Regions from separate parts of the Ovis aries genome. Here all the other regions are linked to region 3. Evidence: chromatin contacts called from public Hi-C data. All regions are on one chromosome and are shown on one strand. The core of a region is the stretch at or near the end of the contact, and the rest is flanking DNA. Distances in the headings are between cores, read along the strand shown. Region 1 holds the start of RFWD3 (ring finger and WD repeat domain 3). Region 2 holds the start of GLG1 (golgi glycoprotein 1). Region 3 holds the start of LOC101115897 (pyruvate dehydrogenase phosphatase regulatory subunit, mitochondrial).

Evidence for each region. A called contact is a pair of places that touch in the nucleus more often than the background predicts.
Region 1: a contact with region 3 is called in a Hi-C map of liver, with 3 times the contacts expected there. The contact joins the promoter of RFWD3 here to the promoter of LOC101115897 in region 3. A contact is called at or near these places in 2 of 16 Hi-C or Micro-C datasets (liver and muscle).
Region 2: a contact with region 3 is called in a Hi-C map of muscle, with 2.7 times the contacts expected there. The contact joins the promoter of GLG1 here to the promoter of LOC101115897 in region 3. A contact is called at or near these places in 2 of 16 Hi-C or Micro-C datasets (muscle and skin fibroblasts).

The regions. Positions count from the first base shown.
Region 1 is chr14:1,601,377-1,605,651 of ARS-UI_Ramb_v3.0, forward strand. RFWD3 (ring finger and WD repeat domain 3) reads right to left here and starts at 1,682. Exons shown (of 13, transcript XM_042231465.1): 1 at 1,558-1,682. It overlaps MLKL (mixed lineage kinase domain like pseudokinase), which reads right to left. Exons shown (of 12, transcript XM_060398249.1): 12 at 2,618-4,275.
Region 2 is chr14:1,544,400-1,548,431 of ARS-UI_Ramb_v3.0, forward strand. GLG1 (golgi glycoprotein 1) reads right to left here and starts at 1,405. Exons shown (of 26, transcript XM_015100366.3): 1 at 942-1,405. The coding sequence starts at 1,385. LOC132657716 (a long non-coding RNA gene) reads left to right here and starts at 845. Exons shown (of 2, transcript XR_009596248.1): 1 at 845-1,743.
Region 3 is chr14:1,410,171-1,414,545 of ARS-UI_Ramb_v3.0, forward strand. It overlaps LOC101115897 (pyruvate dehydrogenase phosphatase regulatory subunit, mitochondrial), which reads right to left and starts at 2,400. Exons shown (of 18, transcript XM_027977619.3): 1 at 1,911-2,400.

The DNA of each region.
Region 1 (4,275 bases), core at 432-2,931, 190 kb after region 3:
ATTTATTTCTTTAAGAAAAAGAAAGAAAGAAAAACTCTACCAAAAGGTCAAAGTCAAAATTTGTTAGATACGGGTGGTGAATGGACCAATCTTTTAAAAGTTATTCAGATTAAAAATTATACAGATGTGTAGAATAGTCTTTTGGACTCTGTGGGAGAGAAAGAGGGTTGGATGATTTGGGAGAATGGCACTGAAACATGTATAATATCATATATGAAACGAGTCGCCAGTCCAGGTTCAATGCATGATACTGGATGCTTGGGGCTGGTGCACTGAGATGACCCAGAGGGATGGTACTGGGAGGGAGAAGGGAGGGGGTGTTCAGGATGGGGAACACGTGTATACCTGTGGTGGATTCATGTTGATGTATGGCAAAACCAGTACAATATTGTAAAGTAATTAACCTCCAATTAAAATAAATAAATTTATATTTTAATAAATAAAAATTATTCTGTGCACTTTTCAGTATGGTTAACATTAAAAAGTGAAATTTCTTCCCATGATATGCCAGTTCTGATTAGAGAACAAAAGTTCTGGTGAGATGTGAAAGGCCCAGAGCCAAATCCCAGCCTCATTCATCGGTGTATCCTACACAAGAAGTACACAGCAGATGCTAAATACTTACTGAATTACCCACCATACATACACCTAAAAACGCAAAACCAATCAACTTCTAAGAACGTATCAGCACCCAATATTGACAGACAGAAGAGATAGAGAACAACGCCATCCTGGAAGAAAGTTCCCTACACAGCGCCGTGCTGGAGCAAAGCTTCCCCATCAATGTGGGCCAACACAAAACCCGCCAGGCCTGGGGTTGAGCAGGGGCGAGTCGGCGGGTCCCCGCCATGCCGTGAGCAGCCCGTAGACATCCGGTGGTTTTCCCAAGCTTTCTTACTCAGATTTCAACCAATGTCCACGCTAAGCGCGATGAAGACTCCCAATTAAAAAGACGACGAGGCGCGAGCGGGGAGTCGGGCCGACCTGGGTTCGAATCCGTGTTCGGTCACGTCCTACCTGAGGACCTTACTTAGGACGGTTGCCCAGCTTCCCTGTTCGACTTATTCGTCTTTAAAAAGTGGGGATAATACAAGTATTTACGTCACAGTGTTGCTGTGAGGTAAAGCTGGATAGAACCATAGGTCTTTCGTTCAACTTGAAAGTGAGGCAAGTAGCGGGCACTTCGTGCGACAGCAGTTATCTGCACACGAAGAGTCCGGGGCTCCGCTCCCGGGAGAGCGACCAGGGACCTCTGACTCCGGGCCAGCGACCTCTTGACCCCAGCCCTGCGGCGAACTCTGCTCCTTGCAGGAATCCGGAGTTGCTTCCTTCCCCGCCCCACCCGCACCTCGGGGGCCGCCCCAGCAGCCCCGAAAGAACGGGAATTTAGGTGCCTCGGCCCCGACCCTTGGGACCGCCCGGAGCGCCCAAATCTCCTCAGACCACCGACTTCAAGCCCGCCCCCAGCCCAACTCGGGCCCTGCGTCCAGGGACCCAGGGGAAGTCGTCCCGGACCCAGACGCCCAAGGCCTGGGGAGAGGCAAGCGCCCACCTCACCTGAAGCCGGAGCACACGGTCAGACTCGCCAGGTCGCCGGAGGCGCAGCAGCCCCCATAGGAAAACTTGCCGGACTGGCTACTACAGCCACTTGCCAGCAGCTCAAGCTGCCCGCCTGAGGTGCTGCCTCGGCATGTTCCTATTGGGCAGCAGTTCCAGCCGGTAGCCAATACCCTCTCTTCTTCTTTCTCTGGTCGCCGCTGACTGAAACAGCGGCGCTCTCATTGGCTGACCCTTCGTAAACGGGGTAGGCAGGACCACGCGCAAGGAAGCCTCGTACAATTGGTAGAAATCAACGTCCGTCAACACACGCCCAGCCCCCAAAGAGAAAAACGGAAGAAGGCTTTTACCGCTCTTTGTTTGAACTTTGTGGCGGGAGGAAGTTGTAAGGGAAAGATGTTTTAGCCCATTTTGAAAAGATGAAAATATTAAAACTGTGCCTCATGCTGTTTCGCCTAAAGTCTTTGGTGAAGAAGATGCCTGTCACCAAAACCAACGTTAGCATTTGTACTTTTTTTTCATCTTCCTGCGTTTAAGGGAGCTTCTACTGAGCAAGATTAGTATGAGGAGAAAGGAATTTTATTTTGTAAACAAATACAAAATATTATGGAGCAGAAAGAAAAATATTTTGAATGATTCTCACTGTTGTATAAGTAGTGGCAGAGGAGCCATTACTTGTATATACCACCTGAAACTGTCACAACATTGTTAGTCATCTACGCTGCTGCTGAGTCGCTCCAGTCGCGTCCGACTCTGCGTGACCCCGTAGACGGCAGCCCACCGGGCTCCCCCGTCCCTGGGATTCTCCAGGCAAGAACACTGGAGTGGGTTGCCATTTCCTTCTCCAATGCATGAAAGTGAAAAGTGAAAGTGAAGTTGCTCAGTCGTACCCGACTCTTCGCGACCCCATGGACTGCAGCCCACCAGGCTCCTCTGTCCATGGGATTTTCCAGGCAAGAGTACTGGAGTGGGGTGCCATTGCCTTTTCTGTAGCCATCTATACTCCAATATAAAATTAAAAGTTAAATAAATTTAAATAACATATTCAAACAGACGTACATAAAAATCAATAGCATCTTTATCTGTAATAGCCAAAAATTATAAACAACTCAAATGTTTATCAGCAGATCAAAGGATAATGCCATAGCTTTCAACTATTTTTCAGCTAGAAAAGGAATAAATTAAAGATACATGTGATTACATGGATGAATCTCAAAATAGTTATACTGAAAGAAGGCAAATTTATCATATATCATATGATTACATTTATATAAAATTTTAAAACACAAACTAATCAGTAATGATAGAAAGCAGGTCAGTGGTTGCCTAGGGAAATGGGGGTGGTAGGGTGGTGGGAGGGAGTGATTGTAAAGGAGCATGAAGAAGCTTTGGGAATGGATGCACATGTCCATTATCTTGATTGTGGTGGTGCATATATATGTCAAAACATCAAATCACACATGTGAAACGTGTAATCCACTGTGGGACAATTATACCTCAAAAATGCCATTTAAATCAGAATTGCAGGGCAGGAGTGAAGAGGGGGTTTGACTGTATGCACATAATAGGACTTTGGGGCATGATGGTAATGTTTGTCATCTTGATGGGGGTCTGGATCAGTCATGCGTATGAATTTATTAATCTCATCAAATGGTATATTTAGGATTTGTGTATTTCACAACATGGAAACATTACCTTCCCCCTTCAAACAAACAAACAACCACCACCACCCTGTAAACAAATATTGAACTGCAGTTAATAATATAAATGCTGAAATGTTTAGTGATGAATTGTGTTGATGTTTGAAATTTTCTTCTAAATGCATAAAAAATAAGGATGGATCAACAGTAGGAAGAAGACAGGCTAAATTGATAAGTATGTGATAAAATATGGTGAATTGTTAGGTGTAGAATCTAGGTGGTGACTATTCAGATGTTCAGAGCATAACTCTACTGACATTTCTGAGTATTTGAAAATTTTTATATTTATAAATGTTGAGGAAAAAATTAGGTATAGGGCTTTGGAAGCTGTCTTGTGCGAGTCAGGGGTCCCTGAAGATTAAGCTTTATTACTAATACTTTTACAGTGAATCCGCCTCTGCAGGTGGATCTGCCAGAGCATGTATAACCTATAAGGGAGAACTTATGCTGTAGCCCCTATAGCTACAGAGAACAAAAGATTTCAAAGATGAAAATAGTACTGCCCGATGATTAGCTCGAGAAAAGCCTCAGTGTTCAACCTGTCCTTGTTGATTCTTTTTTAACTTAAAAATGTTCTAGGTTTAAAAACATCAAGAATAAATAAAAGATAAAAAGGAATAGAAATGAACCATAATTTTATTCCCCAGATTATAAGCTCCAATTTATTTTGCCGATTTTTTTTTTAATTTAACTTTATGGAACGATAGTAGTGTTAGTTTCAGGTGTACAGCAGAGTGATCCACTTACGCATGTAAATATATTCCTCCTTTTTTAGATTCTTTTCTCATATAGGCTATCACAGAATATTGAATAGAGTTCCCTGTGCTATCGAGTAGGTCCTTGTTGGTTATCTGTCTTATATATAGAAGTGTATGTTCATCCCAAGCTCCCAATTGACTCCTCTCCCTGCCTGCCCCCACCTATTGTTGTCTCCTCAGTAATTGGAACAATGCCCAGCACATTGCTGTTGAATGATTTGGGATGAGTTCAGGTGGAAAGAAAAGCAGTGACAAGTAGA
Region 2 (4,032 bases), core at 155-2,654, 130 kb after region 3:
TCTACAAACCAATGGTCTTCCTGTGACCATGAACATCTTAGGCAATTCTGATAACAATTTTCCAAATAAAACTGTATCAAGCAATGGTTTCATTCTATGCCAACTTTGGGGCCTTTGTTTAAACGTTGGAAAAAGTGTCCCTACCAGATTTGCTCCCAAACTTTGATAACTGTCAAAACTGCACTTAACGTCTGCAGCATTAAATCTAGAGAGTTCTGTGTTACTAAACTGAATGGCATCAAAGAACATCAAAACAAGACGGCATTAAGAGGTACAGTCAGACAGGCAAAAAGATCAGAAAGCAAAGACCTCACAGCCCAGCTTCAAACGCTGCCTCAACTTCTCAAGCTTCGGGACCACTTGGGATTTATTACAAATTGACCAAAAGACGTGAAGGAAAAAAAAAAAAAGCATATATTAGTTTCAGCAGCTGATAAATAACAGGAATTTTTGAATTACAGAAGAATAGGGTAAAGACAGTAAATCTGGCTGCAGACTACAATACACATCAGAACAGAACCCGAGCTGTCTAAACATTACCTACTGCCAATAAACAGCAGGGCATTCTTTACCAGCTGAAGTACGCCAACCATCTTTCACGTTTTAAAGAGCTGCTACAAATTACCCAAATCGAAAAGGGGAGCAAAATCCTACACAGGTCTTCACCGAGGAGCCACCGCGCTTAGAGCATCACACAAAAGACCGGAGCAAACACAGACCCGCTTGGGCCTCGGCCGACGGCGGCCAGGAGCCGGGGTGGGCGTCCCAGACCCCCGCCGGGAGCGAGGGAGGGCTGGGGGTGGGGTCCCCTCCCCGGAGCGCGCCGGGGAGCGGGCGGCCGCGCAGAGGAAGCGAGAGGCGCGGCCGCGGCGTCAGCGGCTGCCCAGGCCGCCCGGCGTCCGCGGCGGCCAGGCCTGCGCGCCCGGCGCCCGGCGCCTCACCTCTCGCACGTCCTGCAGGCACTCCAGCACAGCCAGGTTGTTGCTCCAGGTGTGCTTGGGACACACACGGCTCACGTCCTCCCGGCAGGATTCTTCCTCCGCCAGCTTCCAGCCCCCGCCAGCCCCGCCGGGCCCTGCTCCGCCCCGCCGGACCGGAGACCCGCCCGCGGGGAACGGCGGCTGCTGCTGCTGAGGCTGCTGCTGCTGAGGCTGCTGCTGCTGCGGCTGCTGCTGCAACTGAGATGACTGAGGCAGCAGGAGCTGACCCGGCAGCACGCCGCCTCCCGGCTGCGCTCCGAGGGGAAGAAGGTTGCTCCCCGGGCCCGGGCCCTGCCCGTGGCCGCCCGGGCCCTGGATTTTCTGCGCGCCGTCCGCCGCGAGCAGCAGCAGCGGCAGCGCCGCCGCCAAGCGGAACATCCTCAGTACACGTCCACACGCCGCCATCTTGAGTCCGCGGCGAGCTCGACGTGCCCGCCGGCGCCGCGTATTTAAATGAGGGGGCGGGGCGGGGCGGGGCCGGCTGGGTCCCTCGAACCCCTCCCGCCGCGCGGACCCGCCGCTGGGCGCCGAGCGCGCACGCCGCCGGGCTCTGAGGGCCGGCGCCCCGGACCTCGGCCGGCGAGAGGGCGACGCTGGGCGTCTCTGGCGCACCTTCAGATCCCTGGGGAGGACCGCCTTGCCTAATTTCTTTGGTTGTCCGTCACCAAAAGAAAAAAAAAGGATTGGGATTGCCACAACCAAGATGGCCGGTAGACTGTGTCACCCGTTCTGTGACTTGAAAGAAAAAACTTTATGCGTAGAGGTGAGCCTTACACGATAAGGTGTATTCCGATATCCAGGAACCTCTTCTTGCACTTCTCCCTTCCTTCCATCTGCCTCAGAAGCTTCTCTTACCCAGAGAGGAAGGCAGCGCTGAATCAGGGTTAGGAGCACTGGTTCCAGAAGAAAGAGCCCGTTATTCTAGCTCTTGGCAGACTAGACAAATCTTTTAATTTCTCTGAGCCTCCTCGTCTGAGAAGGCAGAGGAGGAGCTCTAATGTGAAGTATAATTGTGAAGATTAGAAATAAAGTGGCTGGCCCACAATATGGGATTCAAAAAGTTATAACCAATATTATGAATAAACCGGGAAACCCTTTGTATCTGAGCCAGATTTTAAACCCACATTTCGAGGAGGAAGTAGCAAAACATGCTGAGGCCTCAGGTTGGTTGTGCCTCGGTAATTGGCTTGTTGTCCTGCATGCAGCATCTTTAGCAGCACTATAGGTGGGAATGGTGGTTTCACTTCTCACTAGTCCCCCCTCCTCCACAGGAGAGAGATACCTTCCCAAAGCATCTTCACATCTATTGTGTCATTTGAGCTATGCATCAGGCCTGAGTTGGGTTCTCACTCAGCTGAAGAACGGCAGAGATGGTAACAGTTCTGCACAGCAGGGTTAAATGTCCTGCCCAGGATGAACTTTGCCAGCCTGGAACCAGAACCCCTGGCCTCTCACTTGGTGCGGTGCACTTTTATCCCACCCTGCCGGTATACCGTGGTGGGGAATCAGGGCAGCTTGGGACATGTGATCCCCACGGGTCATCCATGTTCACAAATGCAGCTTCTGCTGTCCTGACCCACAAATGGGCAGTGAAGACCGACAAGACATAACTAGAACCTGAGAAATTGGGTGGGGGTTCATGGACTCCATAAGGAACTGCTGAAAATAAGAATATTCTGGGGGTACCAACTGCTCACTGTGGCTGACACAGGCCTCTGTTTTTAGAAATGAGGGCATGTTCCTGACATTTCTGCCAAAACTTCCTCAAGCTACTGCCATAATGTGGTCCTGAGCGTTAGTCACTCAGTTGTGTCTAACTCTTTGTGATTCCATGGACTCTCCATGAAATTCTCCAGGCAAGAATATTGGAGTGGGTTGCCATTCCCTTCTCCAGGGGATCTTCTTGACCCAGGGATTGAACCCAGGTCTTCTGCATCACAGACAGATTCTTTACCATCTGAGCTACGAGGGAAGCCCCATGTGGTCCTAAGGCTATGGCCAACTTTGAACATTGACTAAGATAGTCCAGGGTAGACCAGATAAATGTACATGTTCCTTAACAGATGATGGCACCACACTCCAGTACTCTTGCCTGGAAATTTCCATGGACGGAGGAGGCTGGTGGGCTGCAATCCATGGGGTCGCGAAGAGTCAGACACGACTGAGCGACTTCGCTTTCACTTTTCACTTTCATGCATTGGAGAAGGAAATGGCAACCCACTCCAGTGTTCTTGCCTGGAGAATCCCAGGGATGGGGGAGCCTGGTGGGGTGCCGTCTATGGGGTCGCACAGAGTCGGACACAACTGAAGCGACTCAGCAGCAGCAGTAGCAGCATAGGTAAGTCTCAGGCAGGCTAGAGACCTGAAGTTCTTGAAAAGCCACTAAGGGTCATTACTTTTTTGAGGGGGTTGGGGGTGGGGAGGGAGGCATGCCATGCCATTTGTGGTATCTTAGTTCCCCAACCAGGGATTGAACCTGGGCCCTCAGCAGTGAAAGCACTGAGTCCTAACCACTGCATCAGAGGCATCAATGTTCAGTAATGGGTCTGCGTGTACTCAGACAACAAATGAGAGTTTATTTTAAGCCAGTTTAAGGCTAAAAATTGACCATCTGCTAAGAGAAGCCAGCAGTTGCCTGTCTCTCAGCCTGCACTGAGGAAACCCTGCACCCGGCCGCAGATTGCCTCTGGAGATAGGGAGGAGTATATGTGCCTATCTTGAAATCACAGTGACCAAGAAGCAAAATCTGGGAACCTGGCCAGCTCAGGCTGTGTTAGGCAAGTCAGACTTTCCAAAAGACGCAAACCACCAGCCAGTGGGAAGAGGGTTGACCTAACCTGGGTCTCCTGGACTCTGTTTCTGTATAAACAGACTATCTCTACCACAAGCTAGGAATTTATTTTACCCTTTACTGTACTTGTTTCTTGATCCTCACTTCCATAACTCATTCAATAGCTATGTGTTGAGAATTTTATTAATATGCCACACATTGCTCAAGAACTGGTGTATATGTGAGATAAACAATAAGACAGTGAACAAAGATCAAGACAAT
Region 3 (4,375 bases), core at 1,150-3,649:
CCACCCCTCCTCGCCAAATAAAGATAATCCCCTCAGCTCTCAGCCTGGGTGATATCTTATTTGTCCCCACCCTCCCCCCAACAGTTGGTTAGGTGACTCCTCTATGTTCCCCTAAACACCCTGCACATCCCCCAGCTCAGAGCCAGCCACACTCTGTAACAGTCTGTTTGCTGACCAGGGAAGCAAAACAGGAACCCATCTGAGAATAAAGATTTTAGAAGCAGATAGATCTGGGTTTGAGAATCTCCTTCACCTCTCATCAACAGTATGACATTGAGCAAGTTATTCAATTTCTGTGCTTCGAGCTGCTCATCTGTAACACGGGTTAGGAGTTCTACTTCACATGGCTGCTGCAAGACCAAAGCAGACAGGGCAGGAAAAACAGGGCAAACGGCACCTCAGAAGCACTCGGAAAGTGGGAGCCTTTAGTCCTTGATACTGGAAGTCTCTGAGAGCAGGGGCCAGGTGTAACTCAATCAGCACTTTTCTCAGCATTCACCGTAGGCACCTTGGAAATACTACTTGAATGAGATACAATGAATGAGGACAAAGAACAAAGAAGATGGGGAAAAAGATTAAGCGATGACTCAGATCTCAAGCCTAGGGCCCCAGATGTGAGGGGATAGCCAAATAACATGAAATAACTTTTTTCCAAAAGGGTAATATTCTTATAAGTAATTATTATGTGCCAGACACCGCTTTATGTATACTGCTAATTTAATCCTCACACATCCATGAAAGAGATGGTACAATTTCTACTGTACGCCTGAGGAAACAGCAGCGCCGAGAACTGAAATGACTGATCCAAGCTCCTACGATACTGATGAGCAGCAGAGCCTGAACTGAAAGCCTGCCAGTTTAGCACTAGCGTCTGCCATTGAATCATTATTCCATGCTACCTCTAAATTAAAATGAGTTAAAAAAGGGTAGCTGTAAAGGAGGCCAGAACCACAAGGGTTAGCAAAGGTGGCATTAGAAACATAATAACGTTTCAGTTTCAAAAAGAAATAATACTAAAAGACCAGAGTGATAAGAACCAAGAAAAAGATTTTTGACTTTGTGCTCATCATGACCTTCAAGGGTCAGTGAAGTAGTGAGAACAAATAAAAGGATTTACAGCGGATGCAAAGAATGAAAGTAAGGAAGGCAAGAGTCTATTCCAGTAGGTTGGCAGCAACAGCAAATACAGCCTGAGGGCAAAGGAGACACAATCAGTAGAGAAGAAATGGAAAATGTCAAAGATGAAGTAAAACACATCTGACTGAAAACCAATCATGTGTGTAATTTCTGCTAAACAACTTCAAAACTGTCTCTGGTTATGCTCAGATGTGCTTCCACAGATAAGAAGAAGACAGCTCCAGCTCCTGTGAGTTGTTCCTCTGCATGGTCACAGCATCCCGTACAAATTGGCTGCTGGTCAAGAGGGACCCTGGGTGAGAAGCGTCTATTAATGGTGTGCTAAATGGATCAGCACACCATTCCCCACACCTCCCTCAGCATAAAGCCCACCTCCCGCAACTGGTTTAAAACACGCACACACACACTGACAGGCTCCTCTGGAGAGTCTGTTCCTACTGGTCTACGGTGCTGCATCTTTCAACAAGTGCACCCCGTGATACGAAGTTTGAGAACCTGATCCAAACCCCTAGCCCGAGAAAAGCGCCCCTTGAGTCCGGCTCTCTCCTCGCCCCGCACCCCGTACACCACGCTCACAAACGCATGGGGAAAACAGACTTGAAGATGCCTCACTCAAACCTCAGTGCCATGCACATCAGTCCCAAAGGGTCAAACGTTAGAAGAAAGCTCCCTGCCCCGCCCTGGACGTTCCCAGGTAACCTCGCTGCCGACTCTGCAGCAGCTGACCAGCTGGTCAAGCACAAGCACGTCCCCACGCGGGAAAACGACTCCACCTGCAGAGACGACCCGGGTGGACGAGCCTGACGCGCGGCGGGGGGCGGTGCACGGCCGAGGGGCGCCGGGACAGAGGTCACCCGGCCGCGCTGGGCGCCCGCAGGGCCGGTGCCCCGGCCTCGGCACGGCTCTGCGAAGCGTCACAGCCGCAGAGAGGCTGGGGGAACGCGGGGACGCGGCTCCCCAGGGCCGGCCGGAGCTACCGGAGCCAGACCGCGGGAGAAGGCTGGGGGCGCGGGGTCCCGGGCCGCCGAGGCCCGCGCGGACGGCAGGCCGGAGCGGCGTCCTCACCAGAGCCTCCCTTTACTTCACGGGCGGCCGCCTCGGCTGAGGCGGGGCGGCAGGCACGGGAGGACCCAGGGGTCCTGGGGGCCGGAAGGGGGGGTGAGGGCGGGGAGGGGGCGGGGCGGAGGGCGTGAGGTTCCGGGGACGCTGGAGACGCGACCTTCCGCGCTTTACGGTCCCGGGCAAGGGTACGCCGGCGCGCATGCTCACTCGCGCACGCGCGCCGCGACGCCGTGGCGAAGCTCCGCCCCTGACACGTGGGCTTGTTTGGGTCTCGCGAGGCTCCGCCCCTGGACTGGGGCTCCCGCCTCCGCATCTTCCAAGATGGAGGCGAAGTGGAGGCCTGCATTTTCCGAGCCTGCCTTTTAGGACTCTAGCCTCGGGCCGTTGATTTTTACAGATGCTGCCGAGACGGCGGCAGCCCCGCTGGAGTGAGTGAGTGAGTGTGAGTGAGTGTGTGTGTGTGTGTGTTCTCGCTTCCGTCGGGGCGAGTGCCCAAATGTGATACCCCGTGGTCCGCAACCCAAAGACACTCTACTCCAGGGAGTAAAGGCTCTTGGACGGACATCCGCTTTGTTTTTTGGAAGTCGCCCGAGTCTTCTTGGGGAATCGCTAGCAGGGCAAATCGGGAATCCGGTCTACTGGACCGGTCCGACCTCGGAGGCCGGATAAGATCTCAGCTCTGGGCTGGATCTTTCTCTTTGCACCTTCCCTGCTAGTCTGGACCAGAAGAGGAATCATTCACTCCATCCTCTGAGGAGCTCACCGCCGACTCTTTCACCTCGCTTCCTATCACATCCTGTTTTCTCTCCTTTCTAGAACGTATCACTATGGTAGATCAGTGTTGAACGTCTTTCCAATCTAGTTGCAAAATCTACCCTCGCACACGGTACCTACATTTCATGCATGACTATGTTCTCGCACTTAGAACTGTGTTTGGCACAAAGTCCAGGAAAAATGCCCGAATGGACAGCGATCTAATGGCACAGGCTCGGCTGTGTTGGGGGCCACATTCACCAGTTCCCAGTCTTTGGATTCAAGCTCGTCTCACCACACAAGCCAGTTTTGTTTAATGGATGGCTTCTTGTGGCCAGGCGTCATGCTGGGTAAGGGAGTAAACGTTGCTTATAAAACCACTGTCCTGTTTTCAAAGCAGAGAAGAGAATCTGGGAACCGAGATAAGGAAGACACACAAACGTCTACAGAGTCACTCTCCATGCAGTGGGCACGTGGCTGGGGAGAAGCCGCGCTCCTCCCCCTGAGACTACGGTCGCTGTCACTAGACTTGACATCCAGCATTCAGTGACTCCTCGGTGAGAACCTGGTTCTGTGCGTCTCCACCATGTACCTGTGAGCCCATGTCTGCGTGGAAACCAGGGCTCTGTATGCATTCCAGTTCACACCCGTGGGGAGGGAGAGAAACAGCCAATGCCTTCAGCACACCAACCTCCACCCATAAATCATGCTGCAGTTTTGCAGTAAAACACCTGCCATTTCACAGGGAACCAGTAAGACAGGGTCATATTACAAGTGGCTCCTGTGCCAGGCATTGTGCCAGTTGAAACTTCATCACAACTGTGTGAGTTTCAGGGATCCCTAACCTCTGGGATCCAAAGCCTGACGATCTGAGGTGGAGCTGATGTGATAACAGAAATAAAAGTGCACAATCAATGTACTGCGCTTTATTCATCCAGAAACCATCCCTCCTACCCCAGTTGGTGGAAAAACTGTCTTCCATGGAACTGGCCCCTGATGCCCAAAAGGTTGGGGATAGCTGAATTCCTGCACCTGTGAGGAAAGTGAGGCCTATAAAAGCATATTCTCATGTTACAGATAATGAAAACCAGGCCTCACATGTAATATTTACATGAAGTAGTAAATATTCAAGTCAGTGCTAAGAAATGTGGTAGAGACAGTGGTGGTACATTAGGACCACCTAGGGAATCTAAACCTGTTTTGTCAGAATGAGCCGGAATCAACAAGGCTGAAAGACACATCAGGTAGTTCCTGGAAGTTCCAGAAACTTCCCTTATATCTAGAAATAGCAGTTGTGTAAAGCTTTGTGGATGATGTAGGGCTTGAGCTGGTTCTTAAAGAAGCTCTGTCCATATAAACCAGCAGTAGGTGGCGCTGTGGCCTAGGAAATGGGGTTTCCTGGGTTTAGACAGCCCCTCCTATA